Linked DNA regions of Hordeum vulgare: region 2 is linked to region 1. The links are chromatin contacts, called in public Hi-C maps. All regions are on one chromosome and are shown on one strand. Each heading gives the region's core, a stretch centred on a gene start, on an enhancer-like site or on the middle of the called end of the contact. The rest is flanking DNA. Distances are from core to core; before and after follow the strand shown. Region 1 holds the start of LOC123443940 (polygalacturonase At1g48100-like). Region 2 holds the start of LOC123443944 (cinnamoyl-CoA reductase-like SNL6).

Evidence for each region. A called contact is a pair of places that touch in the nucleus more often than the background predicts.
Region 2: a contact with region 1 is called in a Hi-C map of leaf, with 3 times the contacts expected there. The contact joins the promoter of LOC123443944 here to the promoter of LOC123443940 in region 1. A contact is called at or near these places in 2 of 6 Hi-C or Micro-C datasets (leaf and seedling).

Annotation. Positions count from the first base shown.
Region 1 is chr3H:388,525,961-388,528,764 of MorexV3_pseudomolecules_assembly, reverse strand. LOC123443940 (polygalacturonase At1g48100-like) reads right to left here and starts at 1,312. Exons shown (of 7, transcript XM_045120505.1): 1 at 642-1,312. The coding sequence starts at 1,091. LOC123443941 (a long non-coding RNA gene) reads left to right here. Exons shown (of 3, transcript XR_006630891.1): 3 at 1,646-2,187. It overlaps LOC123440011 (a long non-coding RNA gene), which reads left to right and starts at 2,710. Exons shown (of 2, transcript XR_006630253.1): 1 at 2,710-2,804.
Region 2 is chr3H:389,375,319-389,378,151 of MorexV3_pseudomolecules_assembly, reverse strand. LOC123443944 (cinnamoyl-CoA reductase-like SNL6) reads left to right here and starts at 1,436. Exons shown (of 4, transcript XM_045120511.1): 1 at 1,436-1,983. The coding sequence starts at 1,716.

The DNA of each region.
Region 1 (2,804 bases), core at 63-2,562:
GGTTCATCCCAATTTTTGCAATCAATATGTTTCTTGCGTGCAAAAAACACTTGAAAAAATATCGATATTTTTCTTGTGAACCCTGTTTTTTTAGTTGCTTGTTAACCCTGAATTGATGCCCACTTTGTTCACCAGGAGACCGTGATTCCTCAGAAAGGAAAAAAATAAAAGAAAAGCCGTACGAGCTTGGAGTATGGACATGTGAACAACAGAAGAATCCAAAAATACACAAATAAAAAATTTCCGGTAAGCACAGGCAGTCATGTAAATACTGACTAGAGAAAGCTATGTCACTAGTGACAATTTCCTGCGGCTCTGCACTGGGAAATATGCGAGGGTAGTCAGATGATCGTGGATTATGCATGCCGTGATGTCTGGCAAAAATCCAAATCTTCACACTAGCTGAAGTGCCACCCCAAACATACAAACACCGAAATTCTAATCTGGGAAAGCCCATGCCTAGTTTTCCTTGACTGATCAACACGGAACCTGTCATGGATTGCAGAAAGAAATGCGCAATGCAAAATGGAATTGGCAGTGAGAATTTGTGAGTCGGGGAATGCATGATGCTACACAAGTTAGCGAATTCTCTCTCTGGATAAAACAACGATTCTAAGGGAGGGGCAGCGATGTTGACCGACCTTTGTATCGTCTGAAACTCCATCACCCTTGGCTCCGAAGTCAACCACGTTAAATACCGCGCCCGGTGAGGCCACAGGCGCAGGTGGTGGCTGCGGCGGTGGCTGTGTGCCCTTTCCACAGCTTGGAGATGGAGGCTGTGGTGGACTTGTATGTCCATTGCTCTTGGCAGGGCTTGGTTTCGGGCTCTGGCTCGGAGTTACAGGTACATTGGGGCTTGGGTATCCTTTGCCAACAGCAGGGCCTGGTGGCGGGCTTCGCCGGTTGCTCCCGTGCTGCCGGTGAGAGCTGCCCTTCTTTGTCTTCCCTTTCTTCTTGAGCAGAGAGGAGCTCGGTGAGCTCCTTGGCCTCCAATGTTTGCCTCTCCTTGCGTCGCAGACATCAATGGTGGAGCATAGAGCGAGCAAGACAAGGAGAAGCAGAAGGCCCAAGCCCTTTACTCTGAGCTTCATCCTTGTGTCTGTTGTACCTGTTGGCTAGCTGTGTGGAGAGTGTTTGTACGTGCGTGGGAAGTAGATAGATAGGCAACATACACAAGAGGTGTGGATTGCTTGTGAGGAGGGAAAGACAGAGGGTTCTCTTTAAATAACAAGCTTCAGCTTGAGGGTGGCCATGTTTGCGCCTCTCAAGATTAGATGAAAATGAATGGGGGAAAATGGGGCCCCAACTCACGTGCATGCAAAGGTCTTGTAGCTGCACAGGGGAATGGTATTATGGTAGTGATGTCTTCTTGTTGCTTATGTTCCTCGTCATAATCAATATTTCATCCGTTCACAAATATTTGTTCACTCATTTCATATTGTACATAGTCTGTAGTGAAATAACTAAAATAACTTATATTTGTGAACGGAGGAAGTACTTCACAATTTCTTTATAGCAGTCAGTTGAGAACTTGAACCGCATCTCTTATGACATATTCTGTAGTCTCTCTGTTTTTGGCTCTCTGCTATAATCACATCTATGCCGTTTGCTCCGCATCTTCTTTGACACCGATTTACTGAAACAGGAATGAAGCATACACAATTTATTCACGAGCGGGGAGGAATAGTTTCGGCACCAGATTTTGTGGGGGAAACAAATCGGCCATGGTCCAAGAGATCACGTGCAATTAGACCGCCAGTATGTCCAGTTTGGCAGCTAATCCAAAATCCATATGCCATTATGGAGGTTATCGAGGTGATGTGTTCTTCATATCGTAAGACCCACTCGTCAATAGGACATTTTCCCCCCAAGCTCTTATATGGATGGTCATTCTGCCGATCGGCTTAATATGAGGACTCTACTAGAGCACATGCATCTCGCTGAAACAATATGCTTGTGTTATGTTTGCGGCTCTAAGAAACAATGAAGGAAGTAATAAGTAAACAAGAATGTCATCTCAGGCAAAGCTAAGAGCTCACTTGCTTCCCAGAATTTAGTACACAGAATGCTTTACCCGGTATCCTCGGTGGTTTTGCGCCCGTGTTCAATGATAGAGAGAGTTTGCTGTACGTTTATTTAATCTACTAGAAAGAGGAGTCATCCCAGATCCCCTCTCTTTTGTTTTTATTAACCTGTGGCTGTGGGGTGGAAGATTGATGCGTCTCTGGCATGGCTGTGCGCGCAGTAGAGTTATGTGTGTATGTGCCCACTTCTCGATCGGTTGCCAAAACCAAAGGCAGACATGTGATCGATCACTGACGGGACGAGCTAGCATCTAGTCCGTTCCTCAAGCATACGTACGTGCTCCCGTGCTCGTGGCAACGGTTTTGAGCTGCTCGCGCACACCAACGTTGTACGTGAAGGTGAAGGCGAAGGTGGTGTCAAGGAACGGAAGCCCGCCCACCGAATCAACGTCTGGCCATGAACAGCCGGGCAAGGGAAGAGGGGAGCGGTAGAAGACGAGCGCGCACATGCCCCGGGTCACATGGGCGACGGTCACGGGCGGAACGGAAGGGGCGCGCTTTGTCCGCGCATCGGCCGGGCCGCAACCGCTGCCTGCCCGCATCCGCATGCGGACGCCGTCGCCATCTCTGATTCTCTTGTCCCGTGCTCCTTCCTTCCTTCCTTGCTTGTCCAATCATTCATGCATGCATCCATCCATCTCCGCCCTGCCGCTCACGGCCGTGCATCCATCGGTGGCCACCAAAACAGGTTGCCCCGCTCGGTCGGTGACTTGATCAGCC
Region 2 (2,833 bases), core at 187-2,686, 850 kb before region 1:
GGGGGGGGGGGGGGGGGGGGGGGTTGTGTTGATTATATATGTGCATGTACATTGTGTTATTGAGTTTTCCTCCTAGTCCTTTGTATAGTTGAGGTAGATGTCTATTTTGTATTTATATATACGTGCCTAGTGCACCCAATCAGTATTGAGTGTTGCGCAGCCCTAAACCTAATCCTCTACACCAACATTTAACAGAAAAGATGAACATTTTTAAAGGCCATTTTGGGTTCATTGAAAATCACACCATTTGAATTGTTTTATTTAGGGTGAGGTGCTAGGGTTTTCTTAATCCCCATTTTAACTTAGCAAAAAATAAACATGATGCACACACTAGCTAGGCACAAAGCAAAAGAAAATCAGGGATGTGACATGAGGCAACCCATACATCAATCAAATCCAAACAGGAGTAGTGTATTATCTTCATGACGAAGGTCCAAACCTGAGTAAACACTTCGTGTGCCAACTTAAAAACTTGACACGCATGAATGACGGCTTTTTCCACGTGATGAGTCAGCGCGTGTATGTTGTCGCTTTGCTTCACCGACTCGGCCAAGCTCAGTTGCGACGTGTATCCGCAATCGTGTTTTCATAAAATACGAGTATTTGGTAAGTTAAGTTTTTGAGATCGAGCTCAAACGAGCCCTGCGAACAGTAAAGTTGGGAAAAAAATTCAAAAGAATAAAAAAAATCTGATTTAGTACTGGATATGACTCCAAAAGATGCTGACCAGCGCCCAGTACTGGATTTAACTCTCATATTTTCGTTTACTCTAGGAATTTTTGTACGTGGTCCCCTCAAAACCCTGAGACTTGGACGCAGGGGGCTTAGGTGATTGGTGGACGGCCGTTGGGGTTTCTGGCTTTCTTTGAGCCACGAGAGCAGTGCCCTTGGATCGGCTCGAGAATAGGGTGTCGTGTCGTATCCGGCATGGCTGCATCGGCGAGACCTTCTATACGTCGGGATCGCCACGATGCGATCCATATTTTTCTGTGCGGTTTCCGGGGCCCTGTTTGTTAATGCAGACAACGAGATTGGACCGCCATACCTCCCGGGGGGAAAACCCATTGCAAGCCAAGCCAAGCCAAGCCAAGCCAACCACGAGTCCACAACACTAGTAGTACGTGCACCACCGGCACCGCTTCCATTACCTCCACGAAGAGCGTGGCAGTCTGCAAGAGAAGGAAGAGATGGTGGAGCCTGCCATGCCACCAACGATACTCATCTTCTGCAGGCCTGCAGCGCACATCCCATGGTGTTTATACAGACACATGCGGATTCCACCATCCCGTCTAGTAGTAGTATTTATTAGTACTACTAGTATTTATTAGAGCGAAAATCCATTTATATGGACGGCCCTCAACCTGCGCAAGCTAGACCGTGGGATGAGAGCGGCTGAGCGATCCCAGCCACCCGACGCAACTACCTCAAGGCGCGCGTGGAGATGGAACGAGCCCACAGACAATCCAGATCCAAGCTCCAAGCTCCACGCCTGTACAGTATAGTAACCACCAGTCCACGGCTCGCTCCGACGACCCGTAGAGCAGAGCGCGGCACAGAGCCCACCAACCTACCTAAGCTACGCTGCTCCTGCGAGCGCAGACTCCCTCTCCTCTGCTATAATTATCCACGTCTCGCGGAGCCCGGCCACCCCCAGAGCCCCGACGGTCGCAAATCGCTCCACCAGAACCCACGCCACCGAGAGACTAGGCGGCGTCATGGGCGTCTTACGGAGCACGCAGAGCATGCAGGCGGAGGTGGAGGAGATGCGCGCCGCGCTGTTCCACGGGGCCGGGGCCGGGGGCGCGGCCGGGTGGCGCCCCTCGGCCGGCGACAACGACGTCAAGCGCGCCACCGGCGGCGACGAAAGCGCGGCGGGCCCGCGCACCGTGTGCGTGACCGGCGGGATATCCTTCGTCGGCTTCGCCATCGTCGACCGCCTCCTCCGCCACGGTTACACAGTGCGCCTCGCCCTCGAGACACAAGGTCAGTGTCAGTCAGCCACCACAAAGCCTCGCGCGTCGCCGGCCGCCCATGAACCAACTGCTCATCTCATCTCTCTTTACCATTTCCCGTGGTCGATTTGAGGGTTCCCGGCCACGGCTGCGACGCCTTGAAAAGAATCCCAAACCTTTACCATTTCACATCATTTTGTTTTAGTATCGTTCTTGTGGCGGGCGACGCACCTTCTTGGCACAGAGCTGAGTTGAATGCTCCATGTCGTTTTCTGTCCACGCCCTGCCTACGTCTGAATCCAGGCTGCAACATTTACACTCCATTTTTTATCCGGAGTACAGTATTTATAGGTGTATATTATGCACTATGGTACATGTGAGTTCATCCGTACGTCCATACAAGTCACCACGGAGCAATCTGGCGCATCTAGGCCATGGGTACATTTACAACCTTGCACCAAAAGGGAAACGCTGTTATACTTAGACATCCAGTACACGTGGAAAGTCATTGGCCTGTTTTGTTCCGGCTAGTCTTTCTCTCAGCAAAGTACACCCGTTACGGCCTTGCTTGTTAGCAGTTGGCATATTTTACCATTCCGAACGAGCGTCTCGTAGGCCGACACTCTCACGAGTCTCTGTCTCCAATAACAAAAGTTTGTTGCGGATGGTACTGTGCCACCTAACCTACCGGTGCACTGGGGTTGATGTGGTGCATCGCATCACTCTTTCCTTCCTCTCATGATTTCAGACCACTAATTATCTAGCGCTATTACTAGCTAGCTTACTGTTCCGCCCCCATTTTCTTTACGTACGTCCGGAATGACCGGTTGCTGCAACTTAAATACTCAGCTAGGATTTGTTTGCTCGTCTAGCCACCATCG